Regions from separate parts of the Mus musculus genome. Here region 1 is linked to region 2. The links are chromatin contacts, called in public promoter capture Hi-C maps. All regions are on one chromosome and are shown on one strand. Each heading gives the region's core, a stretch centred on a gene start, on an enhancer-like site or on the middle of the called end of the contact. The rest is flanking DNA. Distances are from core to core; before and after follow the strand shown.

Region 1 (7,671 bases), core at 4,783-7,282, 830 kb after region 2:
TGAGCTAGAATGCGGGCTCGGGTTACCGGGAACGGGTTCCTAGCAGCGGCGGAGCTCTTTGCCTCGGCGGGAAGCATGTGGGCTCCAGGGGAACCCGGTTGCTGAGTGCCCTGGAGAGAGATACCCAGCCATGCTCCGGCTCCAGGAAGGCCAGAACTTGGCCGAAGTGGGTCAGGAAAGTGATTACCCCTAACTTAAACTAAAAGGTGTTTTCGCCAGGTTGGAAAATCTCTCACTCAAGCCCTAAGCTTACCAGGAGCCGCTCAGGCTGCCTGAGTCGGGGCACCGGAGCAACCCACCGGAAATTTGAGGCCATGTAGCAGGCCTGGCCTGGATCTCGCCCACTCCCACGCGTGCTCCTGACGCCCTCTCTCTAGACCCGCTGGAGGCACTTGTCCAGATCGTTTGGCTCTCAAGCACCTGTGACAGGTGCCCAGGAGTCTAACTCTGAGCAGAGTCCCCTCTGAGCGCCTCACATAGAAAGGAGGCCACGGGCAAAGTGGCCACCAGTCTGAGCACCTTACCTGAACGGGGGTCCTCTCCTCCGAGAGTTCCTTATTCCAGAGTTGAGCCGTGAGCAGTTTGCCCGCTTCGCAGTAGGAAGTGGACCTTCTCCTCTAGTCATAAATCAAACCAGCCATCCTCGGGCCTCCTCCCTCATTAGAGATGTTTATTGGAGATTGTGTTTATTCGGCTGTCACGGCGAGAAAACGCGGTGACATAATTACCTCTGACCAGAGTCCTCGCCCTGCGCCCAGGGTGAGCCAGGGACTTCCTCTGCTGTGGTCTTACTCTGCTGCCCTCCTTGATCAGAGGGCAAATCGGATTGGTGTGTCTACTTTTTCCTCCCTCAGACTTCGTATCATTTGAATTATTGGAGAACTTAGTATTCAAATTTCCGCCAGTGCCCAGACTTGGAAAAGAAAACCAAAGAGAATCCAGCTTCCAGGGAGAGAGGGAGAGAGAAGTAAGGGAGAGAGAGAGGGAAAGGGAGAGAGAGAGAGAGAGAGAGAGAGAGAGAGAGAGAGAGAGAGAGAGAGTAAATCTTGCATGAGAACTTTCTAGTGCACTGGCAGAGATGCTTGGCCAGACCTAGAAGGACGAGTGCCTGTATTTGTGGTATTATTTTTTCTTTTGCTTCCCTTTTTCATTCCTTTTCTTTTCGGGAGGAATCTGGCTGCAGAGCCTTGATCCCAGAGTTCGGATATTCTCCCAGGTGGACCCCGATCTCCGAGGAAACAACCAGGGCTTAATCCCTCATTGCTCTGTCCCTGACTCCCAATCCCCACAAGTTTTTCCCTGATGGGGAGGCTTCAAGTCACCATCTGTGAGACTGGGTTAGGAAATGATGAAAAGCGCCAAATTGTTCTCTAATTGAAAAATACATTGTTTTTTTGGAGGAGTGTGCACTGACAAAGTATCTGGGATTTCAGCTTTTGATCCCTTGCTACTGCTGCCTCTGCTCTCCAGTCACTAATAAAACTCGCATTGAGCCCCTTAGTGCCTTGATTAACAGGCAGATTAACTCTTACTGGGGTTGGGAACAGCTTGTCTCAATCAATGTCATTTTAAAAGCCTGTCAGGATGTGCTTAGTTCGGTTCCAGGCTGCTGGAGTGAGCCAGCCCTGACATTTGCTCTCTCTTTCCCAGTCTCAAAATCCTGAGCATCAGGCCTGCACGTTTCTAGCTCCTGAACAAAACAAATGGCAGGAGTCAGTCCCTGGCCCTTCTACCAGGCAGCTGTTCAGACATATTCTATAGAGCGGTGACCTTAGCAAGCTTTTCATTTGAAGCTGAACACTTACCTCTTTAGTACTGAGGTTAGAAGAAAAGGAGACTTGAAGGAATGTCCCGGGGTTGGAGAATGGAAAGAGAACTTTTCTAGACACCCTATCTGTAAAAATCCCAAAACGATGGGATTTCAGGGTGTCCTATGCGTTAGAGACTTTGAATCTACTTTCCATATAGACAACTGTAGGATGTGGAAGAAAGGAAGCTTGAGAGTTAACTAGCCTCCTACAAGAAAGCTCTTTGCTGGGACACCCATCCGGACAATGCCGGGATTTAAGCATTTTAGGGGTGGGCTGGGAGGGAAATGGAGGGGGAGAGGTGCTGACCAATATGAAGAGAAGAGGATTGGACCCGCGAGCGCCCAGATACACTAACCATTTGGCAAGAAGAAAGGAAAGGAAAGGGCACCATGGCTTTTTCCAGTCAAGCTAAAGCCTGGAGGCGCCGCTGGGCGGTCGTTCGGCTCTCTTCTGTTTCTGTACTGTCCTGGGCTTTGGCTAGGCTAGCCGGTGAGCAGGATTCAGGCAGGTTGCTGGGGTAAGCGGAGAGAGAAAGCCCCAAGCCAGGGAGGCATCAGGAACTGGGTGGCTAGGGTGGAAGACTTTGATTTTTATGACCTTTTGATTTGTTTGCCATCCCAGAGATCCCTGGAATCCACTCTTCAGGGCCTGCAGAAAGAGACACACTTGGAGCTCTCTAAAGTGTCTCGGGTGTTTACTGAGACCTTCCTCCTCCAAAGAAATTCATCCTTGCCCTCCTCAGTGTGTCTGCAACCGCGCCTCAGCTAGGACCAGTCAAAATGGGAGTTTGGAGGTGTGGGAACACGGAATGGAGTACTGGTTGTTCTGAGGCTGTGAGGCCAAAGCACATTTCCCCAGAGAACTGGGCACTTCTTTGCCTCGCCAGGGGCCGCTCTCGGGACAGAGACTAAATGCGGTGGGTACAGGCTACCAGGGACTGTTGGGAGTGATTCTGAAGGGGCCTCCTACTTTCGCATCCATGATGGTTAGAGAGGTTCTGAACACCGTCGGGCAAACCTCGATGCCCCCAGCGCCACTCTACACCACGAGCTTTCAGTTACCCGGCCAGAGGAAAACCCGTCCTCGCACGGGTCAGAGGGTAGAACGGAGGAAAGAGTAGCAGAGTAGTAGTGAAAGGCAGCGGGGGTCGGGGGGGGGGCGCCTAAAATGCAGCTTCGCCAGCCTTTCTATTCTAACACTAACACTGGAGGACAAGCGAAATGGGCCTCCGACGGGTTGAAAGCCTCAGTTAAAATGGCGACCCGAGCGTTGTCTCCGTTTTACTAGTGCCTTGCACCTTGGTTTTAGCCTCCCTCCTTCCAGGTCTCTTCCCGACAGCAGGTGCTTGGCAGAAAAGATGATTCACCAAGGACAGGCAGAGAGAGAGAGAGAGAGAGAGAGAGAGAGAGAGAGAGAGAGAGAGAGAGTAGGAAGGGAGGGAGGGAGAGAGAGAGAGGAGAGAGAGAGAGAGAGAGAGAGAGAGAGAGAGAGAGAGAGAGAGATCCTGGCTCTCATCCCTTTCCTTAAACTTTAGAAACTTTGCCTCTTTCTGTTCCTCAGCTCCCCTCCCCAAATATTGACACACTAGAGCAGCCAAGTCCTTTCTGTTTCTTGTTTGTGCAGTTTCCAACAGTCCCACCCGAAGCCCCCATCCCCACCCAATGACGTCAGCGGCATTCATGCCAGGCTCCTAGCTTCTTCTGATTTTTTTGTTAAAACTTTTCTCTGAGGTGAGATGGGGGTTGTGGGTGGGAGAAGGGGCTGATTGAAAGAGCCAGTGCCCTGGGGGGAAATAGCAACAAGATTATGGCTGCCTCTTTCTTAGGCAAAGCTTAAGAGGGTGCTAATCCACTGGGTTGCTAATTGAGAGGTTGTAAAAATGATATTCGCCGCCTCCAATTGGGACAGTCGCTGGGCACCCCCCCCCCTCATCTTGCTTCTTTAATGCTTGCTTGAGATGTAAAAGGGGAGAAAAGGAGAATGCTGACTTCTCTGATCTGGAACTTGGACTTCAGGCAGGACTTCCTGGGAACCTCTGAAAGTCCCGGTCCTACGAAATCTTTCACTGGAGGCCGCCAACTGCAGCAGTGGCACCACCTTCTTAGCCTCTGGCCAGTGTTTCCTTCTAGCTCCGATCCAGTGCCTTAGGTCCTCCAGAGTGAGCCCAGCTAGTCAGCCACCTTTCCCAAGCTGAGGAGATGAGCAGTTTGTGCTAACCCACCTCTGGCTCGGGTTACGGAAGGCCTCTTCTGTCCCCGGAACTCTGCTAAGGCTCCTTGGGTCCTTATTGCTGGGCCCCAGGCAAGGGCTAGACTAGGATGTCCAAATCAGGCTCAGAGGCAGCCTGCAGCGTCCATCTGGCTCCAACTCCCATGGGGATTCATCAGCGCAGCCTGCCAGAGATCAACTGAGTGAGCAGACTACTGCTGGACGCTGACTTTCGGTTCTTTCCCTAAGTCAAAAAAAAAAAAAAAAAAAATCAAAGGCTTCGATGGTGGCTTTCGGCCTCCTTGCCTGATCTTTGCCAACCCCACTTCCCTTTGCTGGGTTCTGAGTGTGTTCCGGATCTCAGGCCTTCTACTTCTCGGCTCCAAGGCCCGCAGGCTGCGAGATAGCTCCGGACAGCTCAGGACAAGGCGGCTGCCTGCTCCCCTGTCACCTAAACTGCAGACTCCAAGGGACGTCTTTGGAGTGTACTGAGGTGTATCCTAATGTCCGGCATTCAACAAATGGACTTCTGGTGTGTGGTCAGGAGGGAAAAGCCATTTACTTACTGTCCTCGCCGTTTTTCTGGCAACAGTTGAAGGGGAATTGCCTCCGTGGACTGAGCTGACCCAAGAGAAGGGAGTCTTGGCGGGGATACATAAGCACCACACACAGATAACCGGTTCCTCACAACGACACACGTTGACACACCAAGAAAGCCGGCGAGGACACACACTTGCAGAATCTCTCCCAGCATTGGTCAAACCCCACCCCCACCCTCAGGCTTCCACTACTTCCCCTCCCCTCTTGTCTTCCCCTCCTTTCGATGGCTTGGAAAAGCAGCCGCACTTAGTCAACAAATGGCACGTGGGAGAAGTTGGAGAGTGTTTGGTGAGGACTCTTCAGAGCTTTTCACAAGAATCCTCTGTACACAAAGTAAGTGGCGTGTTTACTCGAGCCTCTCCAGGCTGGGGCAGTGCGTCCGCTCCGCTGAGCACGGCGGCTTCGGAAAGCAGAAAGAGAAGAAAATGCCAGCGGTGCGGGAGTGGGGTGGGGGGAAAATGGGCAGGCTCGGGAGGCCTGAGCTGGGGTGACCGCCGGGCCTCGCTGAGTTCTCGGCCTGGAGGCCCTCTTCGGGCCTAGGCATAGTTGTGCCACCATCGCCGGAGTGGGGGCTGCTGGGATCCAGGGACACTCCCGCCTCTTTTCTCTTGTTCCTAAAAGTCAGGTGGGCTAGAGAGCCGCCACCGCTGTACTTTGTGTCCTGGGGCCAAGGCCGAGGTGGACAAGGGGTGGGAAGTTAGGGTGAAATGGGGCGGAGCGGCAGGCCACTGTACAAGAAAGGACCTCGTAGAGATGGTGAAACTTGCTACCTCCACGGACTGAGAACCCCTGGCCCAGCTTGGGGTTACGGGGGCAGCATGCTTCCAGCTCAGAGGCCTCCATTAGACTGATCAAGTTCGCGGCCGCAGCGCTGGCCGCCGAAGCGCATGGAGCGGGAGACCTCGGCGAGCGCCAGAGCCTAGGAGCGGGGGGCCCAGCGCCGGAGAGAGAAGCCGGGACCCACCGGCAGAGCCGAAAACAAGTGTATTCATATTCAAACAAACCGACCAATTGCACCAGGCAGGGAGAGGGAGCATCCAATCGGCTGGCGCGAGGCCCCGGCGCTGCTTTGCATAAAGCAATATTTTGTGTGGGAGCGAGCGGTGCATTTGCATGTTGCGGAGTGATTAGTGGGTTTGAAAAGCGAACCGTGGCTCGGCCTCATTTCCCGCTCTGGTTCAGGCGCAGGAGGAAGTGTTTTGCTGGAGGATGATGACAGAGGTCAGGCTTCGCTAATGGGCCAGTGAGGAGCGGTGGAGGCGAGGCCGGGCGCCGGCACACACACATTAACACACTTGAGCCATCACCAATCAGCATAGGTGTGCTGGCTGCAGCCACTTCCCCACACTCTTTATCTCTCACTCTCCAGCCGCTGACAGCCCATTTTATTGTCAATCTCTGTCTTCTTCCCAGGGATCTGAGAATTGCTCTCACACACCAACCCAGCAGCGTCCGTGGAGAAAACTCTCACGAGCAACTCCTTTAAAATACCGTCATTTCAAACCGTTGTGGTCTTTAAGCAACAACAGGGGGGGGGGACCCAAACAACAAAAACCAAAAAAAAAAAAAAAAAAAAAAAAAAAGCCCTCAAAACTCTTGACAGGAGCCTTGACAACGACGAAAGAGAGGATGCCTCTTAAAGGTGAGTCCCGCTTCTTTCTTCTCAATTTCTTTATATTTCAATATCCTGGCAGGTCTCTCCCTCTCTTCTTTCCTCCCCTCTCGCCGGTCCCCTCCCCCACTGCTACGCCGGGAGAGTTGGGCCTGAGAAGTTTCCACGCAGGAGCCCAAACTTTCTACTTCCAGCGAAAGCCCGCGTCGGAGGGCGACGGTCCGCGCGAGCCACAACAGCGCGGATCTTCAGGCAGGCGGCTGGCTCTGCACCAGCGCAAGTGCGGCTGGAGCTCTCGGAGAGCAGCTAGGCTGCAGGGCGCCCCCGCAAACCGCAGCTCTCAGCTTCAGCGCCTCCAAAAGCTCGCGGTCAGCGCAAAGGGACGTAGAGGCTCCTCCGTGCCCCAGGCCGCGGAGAGCAGCCGCCGGCGATGCTTTTGTCCAGCCCGGGCCGAGCCAGCGCGCAAAGAGCGCCCAACCAGCCGACTCTCCGCGCCGCCTCCCGCCAGCCCGCGCTCCGGCTTTGTGCAAGATTCTCCCGGCACAGAACTGCCCGCAGCACTCGAGCACCAAAGGGTCATCGCGCCCTCCGCCAGCCGGAGCCGTCTGGATGGGCACCACGGCCGTGCGCCGGAGGCCACGAGGGACCCAGAGCGAGAGCGGGCGGTGAAAGAAGCCACTAGGCCGAGGCGGTCGGATGCGCTCTGCGAGGGAGCTCCGAGCCGATCGCAAGGACTGCCAGCTTCCATCCACCCCCCAGGGCCCTCGCCTCCAGCCTCAGCCGAGCGCTGAGCTCAGATTTGGAAACAAACGCCCTAGCTCTCCCGGCTTCCCACAACTCTATCTTGCGAAAGTTGGTGTGTTCCCTGTCCTGTGGACTCCCACCTCCAGCTCTTGGTGGGTATTTTCCCGTGTCTCCATTGACCAAGCTGTACCCCGTGTTGCCATTTCAACAAGTTTCGAGCTGGAAAGGCGGTTTGCTCCCCCTTTTCGAGTGTACTGATATTTTTCTTTGTGTGGCCTAAAGGGGGAAAAAAAAAACTACAAGAAAGCACTGGCTTTCCCTCTCCTCGGATCGCGTCCTCTCCCTGCTAATTAGTCTGAGTAATTCGAGAGCTTTTGGATTCTAAGACCCCAGGAGGAAAAGTGGCTTTTCAAAGTTCAGAAAGTTGTTGCCTCTTTCCCGGGGCAGATCTCCTCAGTCTCCCTGAGCCATAATAGCCTCGAATTTTAGCAAGTGTAATTGAGGGAAATGGAGTTGAATTTCAAGTGGAAATGCTTTCTTTTTCGAGTGCTAAAAAACCTGGCCTTTCATTAATGAGCTTTCTGAAAAGTTTAAAAACAAAGTGAATGCTCTCTCTCTCTCTCTCTCTCTCTCTCTCTCTCTCTCTCGCCATTTTGGATGTTAAACTCGAACTTGGGAAGGGCTGAGGAGATAGGA
Region 2 (7,099 bases), core at 208-2,707:
GGAAGCGGAGAGCTAGGGCTTTTTTTTTTCTTTTTCTTTTTTTCCTTCTCACTTCAGATTTTGCCAGGTTAGGCTTTTTAAATGGAAGCAGGAACCAATTTGTGACCTGTAACCGAAAATCCTGGGCCAGCAAACTACACTTAATCTCTCAAGCATCTGCCTTTATCTACACAACGTTTGGAACAATGACCAGAAGGGTCATCCTACCTTCCAGCCCTTGCTCTGGATCTCACAAATCCAGACTAGGGGACAGGATGTGGCTCAGCGGTAGAGCACTTGTCTATATGGGGACTCCCAGCGGTGCACAAACAAGTCCTGACAAGAGTCTGGCCTCCCTGTCAGTCTTCCAAGAAGCAGCCTTCCTCTTTATAACTAACACACAGCTTCATCTAGGAAACGACAACTCACTGACTTTCGGACTTCGAAAAAGGCTTTCAATTTAGTCAACCACAAACCAGGTGTTAAACATCTGTTTACTAAGGGAGATACGTTTGTACATATTATAGTTAAAAACCCACAACTCTAAACAAGAAAGCCACAAATTAAAACATAGGATATGCTGTTGCACTGTGGTTCACGGGGGCGTGTAATTCCCCCTACCACACTTTGGCTTGAGATCTACACAGTAGACCGCAACTGGTTTCAGAAGTGTTTTCCCCCAATCGGCAGCCATGCTTGCTTACCTTCTTCTGGGGCATGTTCGGAATCCTTTAGGCTTCTGATACAATGAGGAACTGCGAGGGTAAGTCTGGGCAGCTGGCTGAGTACGATCAGAAGTGGAAACATAGTCTAGCAACTGTCAAACAAACTAAAACAAAAGTGACAACGACATTAAAAGAAAAGAAAAGAAGCAGGCCAAGTCTCAGCCTGTTGGGTTTTAGTCGGAACTGAGTCAACAACGACCTGTTGCACCCCACGGGTCGCTCTTAATCTATGGGACCCAAGGCGCTCCGGGCAGGTGGCACCTCCGGAGCGCCTGGGAACAAAAGGTACTCCCGGGAAGCTGCGGAGGAGAGTTCGGACACTGGCCCAGGCAGACGCGACTCTCGCCCACGCTGACAGGCAGCTAGGTGCTGGAATGCCACTGTCGAGACATCGTCTCTGGATGACTCTCCCACTCCTCCCCGCCCCGCCTCGCCGCTGGTCGCCGCACCTGTGTCCCCGGGCGCATGTTCCAGCAGCCCCTGGGCGGGAACCGAGTTATCCGCTTGGCCCGAGAGGTGGCCTGGCCCTGAGTCGCGGACGCCTCTGGATCTCGGCGACAGTCGGAGCCTAGCTCTTCGCGGCTCCAAGGCGACACCAGGACGCAAAAGAGGCGCCCAGGATCCGCGCAGGGGCGCTCGGGGAACGTGCGCCGCACGGGGCCCAGCTTGTGTGCTGGAGCCACTCCCACCGCTACCGGACGAGGAGGTCACCTGGCAGCGCTCCACCTCCCGCTCTCGGTCCCCAGCCCTTCTCGACTGAGACCCGGACGCTCACACTTTGGCGGCCTATCAGAGCGCCCTCCCGAGGTTACCTTCGGTCAGCTGTTCTCGCAGGGTGGTCCAGGGATGAGAACATAGCATTCATCCGAGAAAATATACTTTGTTAGTGATTTGCATTGTCACATGACCAAAAATCAATTAATAGCAATTACAAAGTTCTCAGATGTATTTCACCAGGTCTGGGTTGTCTACAAAAATACTTTCAAATATGTCCCCGAGTCAAAATTGTTTCCACGACAACAATGCAAGGTTTCACCTCTTTTACTTTCATTCTTTCCCTCCTTGGGTTTACAGTGGAAATTTCCAGAAGCTGTTTGACATGTGATGATATCATCACTCTGCTAACTAATAAGCCTCCAGTGGATGAATACTTGTGATGCTTAATATCTTCCATACTACTAGGTTAGTGTCGGTATGTAAATTTAAACAAAATGTGACAAATTGTGTTTGTTCTCAGAATATTTCTGCTTTTATTAGATATCTTTGGCCGTAGCTACCCATATACCCAGACAGCTAAAAAGTTCATCCTTCTTGAACAAATAATCTTAGATCTTGAACTTTTCGTTGAGTTTTTTTCTTTTTTCTTTTTTTTTTTTTGAAACAGCAAGAGCATAAGCACCCTTAATTGTCATGAGATGAAGTTAAATTTTGAAAATTTCTCTATTTAAAAATGTTGTGTGAGAGATATAATTAAAAATAATTCAAGAGGCCCAGAGCTCGAGGTGTGAGAAGATAGGAGAACAGTGTCTCACCACACTCTTCATGTCCAAACAGCATGCGCTGTTACTCTTGGGAACGCTATTTAAATTTTGCTCTTTGGCCAGAGTAGCCTGGAACTTCATACAGTTGAAACAGAGCACAGTGAAATGGCATTCCCACTCCTTTCTAGTCTCCAGTTAATTCACTTTTCACCAAATTTGTTTTCTTCCCTGAAAGGCTATTATCTATTTTATTCTGATTAATGGATTCAAGTAAGAATTTCCATATGTTTTGCAGACGTTGTTTTTGTTTCCTTCCAAACACTATCCATGCCCCACGCCCTAGAGGCTTAAGCGGTCTGGAAAATGGAGTCTGCTCTTTCACCTTACTTAAGCAGTGGAGATCAGACTGTGGAGAAGCTAGAAATACCTTATGGTTGAGCACAGGAATCGGAAGTATCTCTCAGGAGACCCATTCTCCTGCTCCCTCATTTAGACAACCTGTGGCTGGAAGCCCTGGGAAGAGAGGGATAAACACCATTTTGCTTTTGGGAGAACTGAGTCTTTCTGAGATCTGTATCTAACAATGTAGACTGTCAAGTTCTACTAGGGCAAGGGCAGATTTCGTTACTTCCTTTCCAGTACGCAGAAAAAGCCTCTCCTGGTTATTATATTCAGTACATTTTGTTAGGTGGCAGCTATTTATTGTTAAGTAGAAATGCTTCTCACTTTTATTTAGTGTGTGTGTGTGTGTGTGTGTGTGTGTGTGTGTGTGTGTGTTCAAGATAGGGTTTCTCTGTTAGCCCTGGCTGTTCATTATGCAGACCAGGCTGGCCTCTAACTCAGAGATCTGCCTGCCTCTGCCTCCAAAGTGCTGGGGTTAAAGACATGCACCAATACCACCCAGCCACACTATTTTTAAAAATAGCATTTTATTAATTCTTTGAGAATTTCATACTATGTATTTTGATCATATTCACCTCTCCTTCCCAATTCCTCCCATACCTATCCTCACCTCCCTCCCTACCTAACTTTGAGCCCCTCTCCCCAATCTAATCCAGTTTTCATTGTCCAACACCTGAGAGTCGGGCTTTTTCCTGCCCTATGAGGAGTCACAGGAGTCTTTAAAGGAAGCTGACAAACGCTAATTGCTTCTTCCATAGTGCTGGGCTTCTGTCTGGCTTGAGCTGTGGAAAGAAAGTCTTGTGCTTGCTGTCAGCTTCACACTGTTTTAGGGAGAGGCACATAGTGAGAGAAGCTCCCTGCAGTGAAGTCAGCAGATGGGAATCTGATAGCATTCCTTGGTAGAATGAGCCTACTCACATCGCTGGAAATTTGGGCGGAAACAAAGGAGGCTTTGTGTTCACATCAAATATGAGCATTTATAGACTGGCGGTGAGGTGAGGGGAGTCAGAAAAGACAAGATTGTTTCTCAGCGGTGGCTTACAAGCTACACATTCCCTTTTGATATGGGCCCTAAAATGGTATAGCACTTGGCAGGACACATACATGACCACTATGGAACTGAAAGATGTTCTGGGGTTGGGGGGGGGGGCAGGGAGGGGAAGAGAGAAGGAGAGAGTTAGTAGCAGACTCTTGATTTGTTCTGTTATTTACTTATTTTCTTCTGCATTTGATTTCTTATTTTATTATTATTTTTTATAATCACAACATCCTTACACTTTTATTTGTCCTAAAGTATTTTAAGTTCTCTTCCAGAAAGCATTTCTCTGCCATCAGTAGAGCTGGACCAGGTGCTCTAATTCTCATTTCACGCAGAAGGACATTGAAGCACGGCAAAGTGAACGCATAAGGAGCCAGGTTCCTGAGTCTTTCCAGTCCTGTCTCTGAATTATTAAGCAATGAAGGGCAATGGGTAAAGGATTGTTTAATTTCAAAGGTAATAAGAAAAAAAGGGCAAAATAGAGCAATGAGATTAATGGACTTGGATGATGTGTCAACGCATCTCTGGGTTTGAGCACATACACACCCACCCACTTACCTATGTGAATTCAAGAATGAAATGGGAACTGGCTCCTGTGTGGGCTTGGGGATGGACTCAAGGGCTGTGACGGAAGTGTTTGGGTGGTGGTCACGAAGCTCTTCCGTGTAAGGCTGACTGTAGTTCTGGAATAGGAGAGGAGCTGAACTTACATCTTGGTGACATTTAGCCTTGACATTTCAACAGCAACTGGCTGCTGTTTTAATTTATCCCAGTAAAATCAGTAAGCAGAGAAGAAATGACTCCTACTCCTCAATGTTAATTGTGTATCCGTGCGAAGGTATTTCTCGGAGTTATTGCATAGGGGTTAAAGACTGGTTTTATATGTTTGCCGGGAGCCCTGGTGGGAAACTTTTGATGGAGTTTAGATTTAATTCCATCATATAAGTAGCAAAATATTTCAATAAAAATCAAGGATCCTGAAAAATGTCATCTATTTCCTTTCATGAGCCGTGATGAGAGCTATGTTCTGATAAAAAAAAGTCCTATCGTCCTTTCAAGGCACCTAGAAACCTGAAATGGTGTGGTTCTGAGCTCTCCCCAGGGCCCTGTGATAAGGACTTTTGTCACAGTTTGTCATAGAGCTTGTCACTGTGCGCATGGACCTTACATTTTTTACAGCTGCCATCAGTTCTTTTCCCATCCCTCATTTCTTATCATAAGCTTTGTTCCTCCCACTTACCCTCTCAGGACTGGTATTACAGGTGTTCACCACACAACTTTTCTGGCTTGTTTTGTAAACACATGCTCAAGTAATCATAGCGTTCCAAACGAGTTTTCTTTTTTTTTTTTCATGCTCAGTTTATGCAGAATCATTTGCAAAGCCATACTTTCCATATATGTCACCTATCGAAAATGAAACAAATCGTGCATTTCTACCTATAACTGACTCCGTTTGATGTGATAGTATGGGTGAGAAGTGCAGCTCACTGGTAGAGCACTGATCTACCTTTTGAAAGGCACTGGGTTCTAGTCTCAGCACCAGTAAATTGAGGAAGACAGAACAGAGCAAGCGCCTATAATCTCAGCTAATCTGGAAGCTGAGGCAGGAGGAGCATGGGTTGAAGCAAGTCTGGGCAAGATGGCTGCACAGCGTGATAATGCTACTGCTGATGGAAAGACACATGCATACACATTTGTGTGCACTTGCACATGTGCATGAGCATGCTGAGAGAAAGGAAATACATGTCATGTGGCAGTGTTCCCAGGACATGTACAAACAGGATCCCATGTTCTCTCTTATTTAGTCCTGCGTTATTTCACCTAACATCCTATCTCCACTATCTCAAATACTGAGATGCAGAGTGTAGTTTTGATTCTCCCCGGTCTGGATAATCTTGAATTACAACTTTTTTATTTATTTATTTATTTATTTATTTATTTATTTATTTATTTATTTATGTAATTTGGGGATTTTTGTTGTTTTTTCTCTTTCTTTCTTTCTTTCTTTCTTTCTTCCTTTCTTTCTTTCCTCTCTCCCCTCCTCCTCCTCCTCTTCCTCTTCCTCCTCCTCCTCCTCCTTCTCTTCTTCTTCTTCTTCTTCTTCTTCTTCTTCTTCTTCTTCTTCTTCTTCTTCTTCTTCTTCTTCTTTTCTCTCTCTCTCTCTCTCTCTCTCTCTCTCTCTCTCTCTCTCTCTCTCTCTCTCTGATATAAGATTTTCAACTAGCCTTGAATGCCACAGTCATTTTCCTTCCCTGGATGAATGCTGGGGTTGTAGGCAAGTACCACTATATCTGGCATAATTAAGAATTTATACTTTTTTTTTAAAGCTGTTCGACTTCTCTAATATTCCTTTTTTACAAATTCCATCAGATCCCATTACAGATGGTTGTGAGCCACTATGTGGTTGCTGGGAATTGAACTCAGGACCTCCAGAAGAGCAGTGAGTGCTCTTAAATAATGAGCCACCCCTCTAGCTCCAGTCAGTGCTCTTAATCTTTGCACCATGTCTCCAATCTCAAAATGGTTATTTTTAATATCCCCTTCTTTGTGTTTTTGTGTATTCCTTTTCTCTCCTCCTAATCTTAACTTTTACTTTCTCCTTTCATTCCTTTGAATCTCTTCAAAGTTGCCTTCATAAACATTCTATGATTGTAATCTTTTTCTCTCCTTTTTTGCCTGCCCGCCCGCCTGCCTGCCTACCCTCCTGCCCGCCCACCTGTCTGTTTTGATGTTGGAGGTCCACTCCAGGGCTTCCTGGGTGCTATGTGTGTGCATCTCAGTCCTTTTGCTTACATTCTTTCCCTTTCTAAAGATCTGTGTAACTTTCTTAGGCTGAGCCACCTGAAACTACCCTTTTTTTTTTTTTTTTTTGTACATTGGAAGTAAAAAAGTCAAATGTTTGTAATCTTATCCCACAGTTTAGTCATTTTCTTCCAAACTCAAAATTTGCTGAATGGATGACTAAGGCAGCCTTTCCTGATAAAACTAGCTAGCCTAGGGCATTTGTCTGTTAGAGCCGGAGGCAGGATTAGAGAACTTTGTATCAACCTTGAATGCAGAATCTTTTTTTTTTTTTTTTTTTGCCAAGCATTCCAGGCTACTATCTGTCCTCTAACTCTTGAACTTCTGCCTCCAGAATTCTGGGGTTGTAAGCATGCACCACCACAGCTGAACACTGAGCCTGTGATCACAGCTAGTTATAATACATTTGCTGATTACTTTATTCCATTATCCTTATCATTAATGTGCTATAGGAAGGCTTGGGATAGTCTTGTGGTTACCTACATGGACATTAGTGTCTACATATTTGAATGGCAGTGAACAAAGTTACCTACATGCATCTTCTTGTGCGCAATTGTATAAGTACAGCCACACATTAGCATCTCACAAAAGCTGAAATATTAGGAAAGAGATAAATGGCTTGTTTCATATCACAGGTGTTAGAAGGACAGTTTTTTGTTTTTGTTTTTTTT

What was found. Promoter capture Hi-C pulls out the DNA fragments that hold promoters and counts their contacts.
Region 1: a contact with region 2 is called in a promoter capture Hi-C map of stem cell-derived epiblast-like cells, with 6 times the contacts expected there. The contact joins the promoter of Pax6 here to the promoter of Prrg4 in region 2. A contact is called at or near these places in 4 of 39 promoter capture datasets (cranial neural crest, embryonic stem cells, hippocampal neurons and 1 more) and 1 of 9 other capture datasets (liver).

What each region holds. Positions count from the first base shown.
Region 1 is chr2:105,669,712-105,677,382 of GRCm38.p6, forward strand. It overlaps Pax6 (paired box 6), which reads left to right and starts at 6,033. Exons shown (of 12, transcript NM_001310144.1): 1 at 6,033-6,261. It overlaps Pax6os1 (paired box 6 opposite strand 1), which reads right to left and starts at 619. Exons shown (of 4, transcript NR_002867.2): 1 at 525-619. RefSeq lists an enhancer at 2,622-2,822, a promoter at 5,513-6,094 and a cis regulatory region at 5,513-5,647.
Region 2 is chr2:104,848,393-104,855,491 of GRCm38.p6, forward strand. It overlaps Prrg4 (proline rich Gla (G-carboxyglutamic acid) 4 (transmembrane)), which reads right to left and starts at 1,458. Exons shown (of 6, transcript NM_178695.5): 1 at 1,154-1,458; 2 at 684-808. The coding sequence starts at 786.